2 separate regions of the Danio rerio genome follow, and region 1 is linked to region 2. A link is a contact called in public Hi-C data. All regions are on one chromosome and are shown on one strand. Each heading gives the region's core, a stretch centred on a gene start, on an enhancer-like site or on the middle of the called end of the contact. The rest is flanking DNA. Distances are from core to core; before and after follow the strand shown.

What was found. A called contact is a pair of places that touch in the nucleus more often than the background predicts.
Region 1: a contact with region 2 is called in a Hi-C map of an unstated tissue, with 2.5 times the contacts expected there. The contact joins the promoter of lsm5 here to the promoter of ccser2b in region 2.

The regions. Positions count from the first base shown.
Region 1 is chr12:13,904,786-13,912,557 of GRCz12tu, forward strand. lsm5 (LSM5 homolog, U6 small nuclear RNA and mRNA degradation associated) reads right to left here and starts at 4,762. Exons shown (of 5, transcript NM_001100438.2): 1 at 4,635-4,762; 2 at 3,777-3,872; 3 at 2,508-2,535; 4 at 1,773-1,845. The coding sequence starts at 4,680.
Region 2 is chr12:13,648,490-13,655,314 of GRCz12tu, forward strand. It overlaps ccser2b (coiled-coil serine-rich protein 2b), which reads right to left and starts at 5,159. Exons shown (of 10, transcript XM_021480271.3): 1 at 4,892-5,159.

The DNA of each region.
Region 1 (7,772 bases), core at 3,512-6,011, 260 kb after region 2:
AAAATTATTAACTCAAAGCATTACTGCTTTATATCCAGAACACTGATTCAAGGTACTATCAGAGAGAAAAGTACAGGGGCTTTGATTCCCCTAAATCATAGGTCTCAAACTCAATTTCTGGAAGGTCTCCGCTCTGCACAGTTTTGTTCAAACCCTAATCAATCACAGCTGATCCAACTGATCAAGGTGTTCAAGAAGATAACTAAAGACTGTTAAGCAGGTGTGAGTTAGGGGTGGTTGGAGCTAAACTATGCAGAGCTGCGGCCCACCAGGAATTGAGTTTGAGACCATTGCCCTATTTAACCCTTGATCCACCCAGAAGCATGTCAAAATATTTGTGGGGTCAGTCCTTAAAATAATGAGAAACAGTTTGTTATGATATGCATCTTCAATAATTAAAATAATACATAATAAAAATATATATTTAGCCACCCCTCAAATAGTTCATACTATTATGATCAAGCCAAACAGTTATACTAGAAAATGTTCATCTAGCAGATATAGAGCAGAGGTTCACAAACTTTTCAGCCTGCAACCCCCAAAATAACCAGTGACTCACGACCCGCAATATTCTCTGAGGTGGTTATAAATATATAAACCTGGCACACAACGGAGCACACATACCAATAGGCCCAAGTCTATTCATCCTTTAATTTTGGAGAACGCTACTCGAAGACCATCCTCCATGTTCAGATGTGTCCTGTATTTATTTTTACTGTGCATGGGTGCCATAAAGGTGTCTGAAAATCCAACCTGGGGCTATAAAAATCAATGCATTTGACGCTATTGCTGTGTCTTTAATGCAATATAATCACCCCAGTGGTCGCAAAAAATAAATAAATAAAGCAGATGCCTTTTTATTTGGATGTTAATTTGTTAATGTTTATTATTAACATGTTCAAAATGTTACTTTTAAGAACTATTTTATTCTTCAGTAGGTTATGAATAAAATATGGTCCTTCTAATCATTTAATAAAATAAATTAGATTTTTGAAAATCGCAAAGTGACCCCCCTCATTGTCCTGCGACCCCCACTTTAGGAACCACTGATCTAAAGCACCGATTTAAGCAGGAAGAGTTGACACCACAGTTTTCTTGTAAAACAGGTGTTTGTATCTACATATAATCTAAAAGCAAAGTGAAATCAGACATATCCTTTGTATTTTTAACAGACACCTGCGCAGACATGGAAGTTAAAAAGTAAAAAAAATAAGTGTAATCTTTCAGGGTCATCCATTTATTGGTGCAGAAATGCAAACTTATCAGTTTGTTTTATATAAAAAAATAATAGGTGTTTGAGAATCCCGCATCTACTAAAATAGCCAATCAGAGATTACTGTAGGTCAAAATAGAAAAGTTCAATAAGTTTGATTAATAAATTAGATGTTTTTGAATTAAATATATAAATTTGGTTCACAGAAGCTTGTATTACACTAACATTACTGAAAAAGTGGACCACTGACACCGATTTGTCAATGTATAATTCACACCCTAGGTACATTATAAATAATATGAGATTAAACTGGAATAGCAAAAAAGCTAATTATTAAAATGACAGAAGCAAACTTCTTTGTTTTTGTTTATAAAAATGTAAAATTGAAATAAGTTTACAAAATGCCAAAACAGAACACTTCTGACAACAGAAAATGTACATAAACTTGCATTAAAAATTACATTTTAAAATAATGAAAAAAAATTAAAATGACATTAAAGCAAATATTGTTTGCTGGTGCATGCATGAGATTACTTGCAGATGAACTTATTTGTCATACCATTGTGATGTTATTGCCATTAAGGAGAATCTGATCCAGTTTTGTGATTCTTCTTCCCTCTGGTGTGATTTCACTGTGATACAAACACACAAGCCCGAGATGAGGAAATATTTAATACCAAGTGTTCAAAAATGTAACCTACATCTATAAATTCTTGTGAAAATACTTCATAATCCAATTTTCCTTGCATCTTGAATACATGAGTGTACACTTCACATTCAAGTACACTTCACATTCAATTGATTTTTTTTTTTTTTTAATCAATGATAATACTTGGAATTATTCTTTAATAATAATGTCACAAAATATTAAACGGTTTCAATAGTGATAAAAATTTGCTAATACCATTGAACTTCTAACTAAGCATACTTTAAAAAAAGTTTCTAAAAAGATTAGAAAATGCCTTCTCTATGCAGTATAGTTTATAGAATAATTAGAATACAGTATAAATAGTCTAATGGTATAAAACTTGAGCTTTAGTTAATCTCTAGAACGAAAGTGCTTTTTTTATTGATAGTTTATCCTAATAAAACAAACACCTAAAATTTTGGAGACAGGATACTGATCGTTTGAAACTCGAACAGCATTTAGAACAATAGAAGGTTGAGTAAATGTTGACAATTAAAATTTTTGAGGGAACTATCCTTTAAGTCAAAGCAGAAGAGAATGCATGAATACACTGTGCAAAGACAATTAAGCAAATATTTAATATTTTTGTTTAGGAAATATACTTACAATTCTGTGACATCCTCTAGGACCATGTCTGATGTAAAGCATCAAGGAAATGTACAACATCGCAAAGATAACATTACATAGACATTTACATTTCTCTGTTGACAACATGTGATGTAGTGTATTGTATTTTTTTATTTAATGCCATGTCAGCAATGCAAGGCTATTTTCATGGCAAGAACATTTCAATAATAAATATACAATTAAAAAACAAAAACAAATGAATACATAAATTAAATACATCTTTAAATGCTAATACATTTTTTTATAATTTTTTTACTATTTTCCAGGTGTCATTTTGCTAAAAATGTCCTGAAGAGACATCATTTGATAAAAAAAAAAAAAAAGCCTTCTGGAATTGTTAAAAGCAGGACAATCCAGTAAAATCTGTTTTACTGTAAAAGAAAGTGTGATGTGCAAATATTGAGCAGGGTCTTCACATTTGAGCAAAAAAAAAAAGCATGGATCATTCTTGCATGTCCAATACAACATCTAGTAAAAATCACTAAATCAAATTTAGTCTTAAAATGACTAAAAATTCAGTTTGAGATTTCAGGTTGTATTTCATACAGTTTATTATTTCTCAATGCATCCTACTCCTCTTGCCACTTATTTAAAAAGTAAACGTTGATAAAAGATTTCATCTCTAAAAGAGGAATTTGGCATTCGTTCACAACTTATTTCAAAGCATCCTTAGCTGCTGGATCAAGCTCGCTCGTTTCCTGAAAGCCCAACATGTCCCGGAACCCAGCAAAAAAAAAAAAAAAAAAATATGAAAAAAAATGGTTTTGTAAATGGTGAACTTTAGTTATAATATCATTAATCAAAGGATGATCATTTTCTGAAGATTCCATCACTTGGAGGCATGATTTGGAGTCTGTAAATATGATAGAGTTCTTTTGTTGGACATTTTCTTATATTAAAATGCTAAAACTAAAGCACAGGCTAATGAACATTCTTTAGGCAGACTGATTCCACAACGTTGTTGTTCAGTAACCATTGCTGCCGTTATGCCATTTTCCACCCTGGAAGAGCAACCGCTGCGTAAAACATATGCTAAATAAGTTGGCGAGTCATTCCGCTGTGGCGACCCCAGATTAATAAACGGACTAAGGGAAATAAAGGGAAATCTTATGTGTAACTATATCTTTAGCTAGCAGTATTTATAAAAAAAAAAAAAAAAAAAAAGTTGAATCCAAAACTAAATTGTAAACATCACAAATATTTGACAGTGTTTTGTTTATTTTTTTACCGCCAGTAGGTAAAGGATACTGACAAAGTCGTCAAACCCAAGCAGAGTTCCCACAATCTCTTTATCGTTCTTCATAACGATGTGAATCCGAGAGCCAATGCACTTATCCACCAGCTCTGAAAGACAGCACACAATCCCCATCATAAACACAGTCACATCATTGGCTGTTAAAGGAAACATTTTGAGTGGTCAGTGTGATATACAACTGTAAAACCTTGTAAAGAAATTCAATTTATGTTAAACGTTACTTCAACAACTATACAGCCAAGGTAAGTTTTTAACGAACCACGTTTAATAAAATTTAAAATTTCTTTGGCTTTAACACTAGGTGTGGGATTGAGTAATATGTTAATACCAAATTCATTCTTTAAAGTACTAATTTTAGGCTTATTTGACTCAACAACAAAAAAATCCTGCGAGTAAAGAGTGGAGTGGCTTTTAATCATTTGACACGGTATCTCTAATGTCGTAACTCATACATAAAATTTTATTTTCAGAGTATCTTACTTATAAATACATCTTAATGGAAATTGTTAATGATAAATGTGTTCCCAAGTCATAATTACAATATTTTAAACTCCAACAGAGGGAAACATATTAGTGATTTATTTTTTTCGCCCACACTAACTAAATGAACTGGCTTCCGTTTATATATAATCAATCACACATTGATGTATAAATTTGTGAAATTAAATATTTAAGTTAAAATAAAAACACATTGACATGATTAGGGCCACATCTTTTGTGCACAGGTGTATTCAATTAGATAAAAAAGCAAAGTGAGTTACGAACGTGACTGATTGGCATCTCTGCCCCGTACAAAAACACAAAAGTTATGTCAGTAAATGATAAGCAATTTTAAAGAAAGTGAAACAAACCGAGTGGTAAAAGCTGCGAAGGATTCGTTGCTGTGATTGCCGCCATTTTGATAACAGACCTGAATAATCGGGACCGGAAGCCAATTACAAGCATGGATAATCGATATCAGCACACATCGATAGCATCTTCTTCTTCTTCTTCTTTCTGTTTTATGGCGACTAACAATTAAAAGCATTATCGCCACCTACTGTACCGAATCTTACTCCGATGAAAGGGCAACAAAAAGAAACGAGGAGGGAGGGAAAGGGGGGAAAAAAACACCTTGGATGTTTCATATTGTCCAATCTTTGCATCTAGACCACATACTCATGTCAGCACTGCGTGTTCAGCTCCTCTAACATAAAGGGCCTTTATGACAATGATTGAGAATACTCTCATCCATAAATATAAGACTATAATAACCTAAATCCGAATACTCTATATACCTAATAAACGCTCTATATACTTGCCAATCTATTATACCTTTTCCTAGAATAATTTTATATATTGTTTTATCTTCCCCACACTGACTGAATAACATATTGCGATGTTTATTATATTTGCTACATATAAATAGTGCATAATCCACATTTTCAGTTACACCACATACATCACATTTCCCATCCTCATGTAAACCCATTAACGCAAGTGTTGCATTTAACCCTGTGTGTCCCAATCTTAATCTTGATAACCACACCTCTTCCTTCCTATTTCTTCCTTGATTTAGTGTTGTCCCTACTGTCTGTATAATACTATAGTGCCATCTTCCAGTATTACTATTATCCCATCTAATTTGCCATTTATTTATTAGTTTTTCCTTTAAAATCGATTTTGCCTCTCTTTTCCCCAGAGGTACATTTACTTCCTCTTGCTTATTTAGTGCTTCCTTTGCTAATTTGTCAGCAACTTCATTACCAGATACCCCAATATGTGATGGAACCCAGCAGAAATAAACGACTACTCCTATTTCCTTTAATCTATATAAAGATAAATAGATTTCTGTTATTAAATCCTCTCTATCTGATTTTGAGTTTGCTATACTAACTAAGGCTGAAGATGAATCTGAACAGATTACTACTTTGTTTACATCGATAGCATGAGAGGGGCTTGGCTTTTTGTACAGCCTGTGGCTGTAACATTAGAGCAGTGTTACCCAAGTTTTTTCTTTTAAAGGGCATGTCAGTCAGTCAAAATGTTGCATCATATAGGCTACCAAACTGTATGTCACAGTAATTTGTCACGGTAATTTGGAGTTTTATAGCTTGATTATAGCTTGATTAATTTTTCCATCTCCCAGTATCTCCTCTCTGATGGAATGACGGACCAAATCGGAAACCAAAACACAGAACACAGTACACTTCCACAATAGGTTTCCATTTTTTGTAAAACTTGACAATACTGTAACTGTTCCACTTCCAGAGTAAAAAAAAATCATTATAGGCCTAAGGTTGTATTCAGACTTGAAACATCAATACCCAGGTAACAAGGAATTCTGGCCCAGATTTGGTATAAAGCTGGCATAGCCAATATGCAGCCTTTATGATGCAAGCTAAGATTGCATCAATCAGCGATACAGTGTCAGACACAATGCACTCAAATGGAGCAAGTGACGTCACTGTGATGGGTAGGGTTAGGGGTGGGGTTAGATGGGGCTATTAAAAAGTATTGTATGCAACTCAGATTGCACTGCACCAGGTCTGCACCCAGACCCTCTCGTCATAGCATTCATTTATTCAGCACTGGCATACAGCATGTAAGCCAAACAGGGGTCAGGTTTGCCAGGTAGCACTGCCTTTAAGGTGGCACGCATGACATGGTCCAGATGTCAAATGTAGAAGGCTATTTGGCCCAGATGTTAAATATTGATATATGGGCTACATGGTTTCTTGACCCACATTTGAAATACATAAAAAATTTAGCTGCATGGTGGAGCGGTGGGTAGCACAATCACCTCAAAGCCAGATGGTTACTGGTTCACAGCCCCGGCTGGGTCAGTTGGCATTTCTGTGTGGAAGTCCAAAAACATGTTGTATAGGGCTAGGTAAATTGGGTAAGCTAAATTGTCCGTAGTGTAGGTCTATGTGTGTGAATGAGTGTGGATGTTTCCCAGTGATGGGCTGCAGCTGGAAGAGCATTTGCTGCATAAATGCTGAATAGGTTGGTGGTTCATTCCGCAGTGGTGACCCAGATTAATAAAGGAACTAAGCCAAAAAGAAAATGAATGAATGAATAAAAAATATGTTTAATACACAAAGTCATTTCTTTCTTCCTGTTTGTATCTAAAGCCTTCATAATACAGGAAATGCCAATTTAATCTAGGAAACAATTGAGATTTAATTATTTGAACTAATTATTTTTTTTCCTGTGTGTTACAAAAGAACTGAATTTAACCTATACATTACATACCCTATATTTTATTAACCAAATTATTGTTTTACAAATTATACTAATGCTAACCATTTACTATTAATGCACCTAAAGCATAATGCTTCATGGGTTTTTCATTTCCTCTGCAGTCGTGACACACCAAGTCTGGCTTCCAGACAATGGGTTATATGCACACAGACCTTTAATTTCAGTCAGCCAGCCCCATGGCTTCCGGTTAATTGTCATGTCATACAAAATCGCAAACTTAAGATCTGATTTCTTTTAAAAAAAATCTTTTCCTTTGAGAGAAACCTGTGTCATGTCAAAATTAAAAACATGTTGGTTGAATAAAAGTAACTTTAAGTCAACTGTAGGCACTATACGATTTCAAGGTTTACTGTAGTTTGAAAAGTAAAGGTTTTAAAACCATTAATATTTTCTCTTTTCCCATTCCTACGGTGTATGTAAGGTTTTTTTGTGTATTTTTTTAACATGTTGTAAAGAAATCTGTGTTTCCAAACTAATGAAGACAGCATAAGTCAATGATTTATTTTAATTATTTAGCCTGACATGATTACTGTTACAAAATATTACTGATGTATCAGACCAAACAAGAAGCGCTGCATTAAATTATATTTTCCACAACATGTATTTACAATATGGAACTTATTTTTACACCAGTATTTTCAATGCAATTTAAAATAAAATATTTTCTAAAATAAAATACAATGTCTAAAATATATTTATAAAAAATAAATAAATAAATAAAAATAAATAAATACATATATAAA
Region 2 (6,825 bases), core at 3,909-6,408:
TGCAACCAACAAATGCAGCAAATTCTAGATGTAATCAAGTCGATATAGACTAAAATCTCAAAAGAAACGTTTCCAGCACCTTGTTGAATCTTTGTTGCATTATATAGGTCAGGTATATGAAGGCACAAGGTCCAATATTATAATAGCAAAGTGTACCTAATAAAGTGGCCAGTAAGTGTACGTTGAGATATCTTTCCAATCAGCTGAGCAGATATAGCAATGTACTTATAGAAATATGATTGAAACACATTCATTTCACTACACATAATACTGTTATTTCACTGAAATCAGGAGATATTCTATGAATTTATGTGCTAGCAGATTCATTAGCTATTAGCATGCTAAATACCTTTCATACGAGTATCTCTCATCAAACTACTTACAGTATGAAAACTGCTAGTTATGCACAGTCCACTGGTTTTATGATCAAGCTAATAGGCTGCCAAAACAGTAGGGCATTAAAAAAAAAAATCACAAGGACGTTCTTCACCATGCAGATTCCCTCTGGCTTGCCCAGACTAATGCACAAACCACACCCAAGCGTCACAAACCCTGCCAGAGAGGTCAAACCATGAATTATCTATGGAGATCAGATATCGGAGAAAGCCAAGAACGACAGAGAGAAGAGTTCACACGGAACACATAGTAATTATATCGAGCAAATTAATCAGAATGTTATGTAGAACAGCAAGCCAACCTGTAGAAGCCTACTAACTAGTAGCTGATATAAGTAATTAATTAACACTTTAAACAAAAAACATTCCTAACCGTCTTCTTATCATTTAAGCCATATCAAAGAGTTAGTCAGCATGGTCATTATTTACATCAGAGACTAGACTAAAAGACATCTATAAGCAACCTGTGTGTTGCAATAACTCATAGATCATTAATGATTATGAGAGATCATTACTGGCCTCATGGTTCTCATCACATCAGTTGTTTTATAGTGAGGAGTGTCAAATTGCAAAAAGTCCATCATTACTTGTTTCTGACCTTCAGATTATTAAAACGCTGGGAAAATGCTTGATCGTCTGCTTGAAATGTTCTTATCACACAAACAAGAAGGCCACATTGCCGGCATACTGAAATTACATCAATTGTTTTGTGTTGTTTCAGCTGACATTATCAATTATTATTATTATTATTATTGACAATGTTATAGAAAAATCATCCTTGTTTCGAAAGATGTGTTAAATAAACTACACTCTTTATTAGGAGAGAATTGCATATTAAAATGCAAATGATAAAAGTTTATTAGGAAGCAATACTGCAAAAAATGTTGTATGTCTATAAGAGTAGATTTTTTTAAGTCTCTTTTGCTCACTAGGCCTGCATTTTTTTATCCTAAGTACAACAAAAACACTAACATTGTGAAACATTTTCATTTAAAATAACTATTTTCAATATGAATGTACTGTAAAGTGTAATTTATTCCTGGGATTTTAAAGCTGGATTTTAATAATCATTACTCCAGTTACATAATCCTTTGGAAAACTTTATAATATGCTGATTTGCTGTTCAAGAAATGTTTATTATTATTAGGGATGCTTCAATCAATATTTTTGCAAGCTACTGAGTACCGATTAATACTCAGACTGAGTAATACTGAGTACCGATTCCTTGTAATTTTAATCAGTCGATAACAAGTACCAATTCTAATGCTTCAAGCTTAATAACTTTGATATTGCATAAGCACATTTTCCCTCTACTGTATGTATGAGATCTCGCCAAACCTAAGCGAATAAATTAAGGACGTTGAATACATGTAATGGTCAGAAGAAGCTTTACAAATAAATAACTGATAAAACATTTTAAAAATGCTTTTAAAAATTACTAACAATGGAATTTGGAAACATTGCTCATGTGTTGTAGCGCTGTGGATGTATAACCTAGATTGTAACCCCATAAACAAACACTTGTTATAGTATATGAGAGTCAGTCCTCAAACATGATTATCAACCGATACCAATCTCTGGCCGATCGATCAGAGAATCCCTAATTCGTTTTCTTATTATTATTATTATTATTATTATTGTAGTAATATTAGTAGTGGTAATCACAGGAAAATACTACAGGTTGTTATAAAAAATAAATAAACATTTTGTAAAAGTGTACAAGCAATTCCATGCAAATGTCAATCTTGCCATGAAAAAAACTTTTTATCAAAATATCGAAACTATTTAAGCATTTTTGTGTAAGCAAGTATTTTACAGTGCTTTAAAAATAGTCTTGGTTAATGCTTTCAAATTATTATATGACAAGTGTCAAGTTTACATCTGTCACATCCATAACGGAGCTTTTTCCTCATAAAAGCAAAAAATGTCAAAGAAAATCAATATTTTTTGTTTTATAGTGAGCTAGCTCTTATCTTTTTGATTAGCATTGTTTCTTTCGGGTTGTGCAGTTTAATTCACAGAATTTCTATAACGTATTTTGTATACTGTAAATTTGCATACTTTTTTGATCACATCCACAAGGCATGTTTGTTTTCCTCTTTTAAAAATAAAAAATGTTTAGAGATTGATATTTTTTCTGCTCCCATAACTCTATGGTTAGTTGTTTTGGAAAATATAAACAGATGTTTCAATAAAATGATAACATATAATTTCTCTGTGAATTTATGTTTTGAGATTTTACTGCAAATGTCACATCCATAACTCCGGAATTGCTAGCACTTTTTTGCTGTACTTTGGATCAAATAAGTGTCTGTGAGTGTCCAACCAAAACAGTATAGTCTCCAAAATTATGATTAATACACCAAGACAAACAGTTGAACTGCCATATATGGCTGCACAAAATATCGTTTAAGCATTAATATCACAATGTGCATAGTCACATCGCAGAATCTTCAGTGTCAAGTATGGGTTATTGTTAACCATTTTGGGTTTAAAGTTTATCTTTTTTTTTTCTTTCAGTTAAATATTTCAAGTAAGTTTAAAGCATTTAGGCAAATAATAACATTTAATTAACATTTAGACTGTCAACAAGACTTACCAGGAAATGTAGCAGATAAAGCACTTTTTTTCTAATTTGTATGCTTTTTTTTCTTTAAAAAATGGGATTTAATTTTAAATGAAATTATAACTAGTTTAGAATAATTTATGCAGATGCTCTCCACCCCTACCATTTAAAATAATAAATTTAGATATTCAATCCATCTAATAAAATTTATTTCATATCACAATATATATTACAAAAAAGCAAAATATTGCATTGTGATTTTTATTCCAATATTGTACAGCCCTAATGCCAAACATATGCCATCATAGTTATTTTTTTAGAGTGTACTTTAAAAAAATCTATATACACTACCGGTGCAATTTTTTTTATTTGTAACTACATACAACAAGTAATAAATAAATATTTATTAAATAACTATTTAATGATTTATTTATACATTTAATAAATGTCACCTTGATAAACAGAGTATTTTATTTAAATTATTAAATAAAATCAATAAAAATAAAATTTAAAACTGACCCCAAACTTTTGACAGGTAGTGTATTCTAAAAATTCTAGTTTTGATGTTGGAAAATGAGGACATTCTCATGTCACGCTCAGTGTCCCAATATTTAGTGAACCAAGGTCCTAACTGTCCTTACCAGTGTCTGATTTGTGTACACTAATTCAAAACCTTGTGGTTAAGGGAGATGATTGAGACGCACTCAAACAGACTGATCCAGCTATATTAGTGAGTAAATCATGGACTAATTTTCCTTTTTTTTTTTTTCTTTGTTAACTTACCATTTAAATCATCTGCTATATCAATAAAGCATTTTGTGTTTAATTTAAACAATAGAATTCTTTTTATTTTTCAATTCCTGTTAAATTCTAATGTGGTTTGTGTTAAATTTGTTTATGGGGGTCTTATTAAAAATTACAGTGTAACTGAGCATTTCCATTCCAAGTTTCTGCCAAAATACAGAAAGCTTTTCTAAGCATTTTGTTCAAGCAAGTATTTTACAGTACTTTACAAATACTCAAAAAATTATCTGTCAATGTTTTCAAACTATAATATTTTATTTACCAAAGTCAAACAAGTGTCAATTTCACATCAGTCCCATCCATAACAGAGAGATGTCACATCCATAACAACACTTTTTCCTCATAATTGCAAAAATATTAAATAAAATAAAGTCGATTATTTTTGTCCTATAGAGATCAATATTTTATCTTTTTGATTATGATTATTTCTTTTGGGTTGTGTGTTTTAATTCACAGAATTTTCCATAGCATGTTGTATACTGTGAACTTGCATACTTTTTTGGTCACATCCATAAAGCATGTTTATTTTCCTTATCAAAGTACAAAACATGTTTACAGATCATATTTTTTTCTAGTCCTACAACTCTGTGGTTAGTTGTTCTGGAAAAGGTAAACAGATGATTTAATATAATGTTAACATATACTTTCTTTCTATGTGCATTTATGTTTTGAGTTTTTACTGCAAATGTCACATCCATAACGCTGGAATTGCTCAACTGCTAAAAGAACATGTAAATTACTAACATAGACTGTATTGATACATTTAAATGGATATGTTCAGCATGTCCTTATTTAAATTTCTATGTAAAGACATATTTATACTATCTTAAAATGTGATTTTTAATAAAGATTTATAGACATTGAAAAAAAAACAGTTAATAAGAAAATTACAGTGAAGATTACGTGAAATGCGTCTATGCGGTTTAAGTTTTTCCGAATCTATGTAACGTTAGGTGAGAAACATTTGCCACTGTTAGGCTATCTGTAGAAAGACCTGAGAATGTAAACAAAGTCAAACCTCATCAACTCACATGAGCAAATCCCAAGCAAACAGTTTAAACACATTTCAACACTGATAACAAGAACAAGAGAAAACTGCGCGCGGCGAGAATGAAACCACACACACCTTATCTGAACGGCTGGCTGTACGATTTCATCCGAGAGAAGGCGATTACAGCTGGGCGTGGAAAATCCACCACTGGAGTGAAGAGCCTTGGCTGCGTTGTGCTAACCCTTGCTCCCGATCTAATGCTTAGTTGATATGCAGTTTTCGACGCACAGGAGGACAACTTGCCTCTTTTCATCACATTCTATGTTGTTGTGAAGGTACGTCCTACCGGCATGAGATAATGTTGTGTAAAACAGCTGACACTGACGTCAGCATTCCTCATACTGCGGGTCTACCCGGAAATGGGAGTTGCTAAAGCGGCGCGGACCTGGGAGTTTGATTCCCGGTTTTCAGAGTCGACTCCCACCGACACCCTTCATTCACATGGCTAAACTAAAGCAAGGTGAAGAACAACCCAACTGCAGTCATTATTACACAGCTCATTTTCAACCCTGATATTTTTGCTTAATCCCTTTATTAAAACAAGCAATATAATAGACCAAAATAGTAGGCTGACTTAGACACCAAGTTAAACAAAACACATTAAGTTGATGTTACCCATGCCTAATTTTAAAGCAATAAAATCAAGAGCAGCCTTTGTCGATTATTATCATTCAGAATTTAAATAAAGAAATACATTCTGTAATTAATTAATCAATCAATTTTATTTTAATTGTCGGGTGATACAGTGATTTGAAGTTTCTTTAAACGAGTGTTAGTTAGGCCTATCGCCTATGTGGCTTCATAAAAAACTACATAAACTTTTTTTTTTAAATAACCTGCATAATGCTGAATAGGACAAAAGCAAGAAACTGCGTTCCGATCACTGCCAAAATAGTGGGTGGAAGACTGCTTTCTGTTAAGTGTCTACAACAAGAATCGATTCCGATGTTGGATCGACTCCGATTCGAGAGCTCTATTGATTCAGTTGTAGTCGACTCGCACAGCCAACATGTGGCCCCACAAAAGTCCTGGCATCTCCATCTAAGTTTCCTTCTGCCCCACTAAAATAAAAACACGGCAACTAAATAAACATTTGCTTGTCCTCCATTAAATAAGATTGGTCACCAAAACGGAAAAATAATATTTTGGCAAAATAAATGTGTTGCTCACTTTTAAAATGTTAAATGTTTACAAAATAATCTTAAAAGTCCTAAAAACTGTTGTGTAGCCACATAAACAGAAAACAATTCAATGCGATTTTGCATCATTGTTCAGTGAAATCTAAATTTGGTTAACAAATCTGAATCAGGCAAATGAAGGAGTGGTGAAAATACACCTGCGAACGAGCTTCAACATCATAATTTCATAAACAATCGAACTAATAAATGTTATTAATTAAAAGAAAGCCTTTAATTGAAGAATATTAGTTTACATACATATATACACACACACACACACACACACATATATATATATATATATATATATATATATATATATATATATATATATATATATATATATATATATATATATATATATATTAATCCTGGGTGGCCACAGCGGAATGAACCACCAACTTATCCAGCAAGTTTTTACATAGCGGATGCCCTTCCAGCCGCAACCCATCTCTGGGAAACATCCACACAAACATTCACACACACACTACAGACAATTTAGCCTACCCAATTCACCTGTACTGCATGTCTTTGGACTGTGGGTGAAACCGGACCACCTGGAGGAAACACACGCGAAGGCAAGAGAACATGCAAACTCCACACAGAAACGCCAACTGAGCCGAGGTTCGAACAAGCGACCCAGCCACCTTCTTGCTGTGAGGCAACAGCACTACCCACTGCGCCACTGCCTCGCCACATACAAGACTTTTATAATAATAATAATAATATCAATTGCACCATTTTATACAAGTAATGACATTGCGTTTATACAACAGTTCGACGGCATAATCATATAAAAGTGAAAATCAAACAAGGAGAGTCTAAAAATTA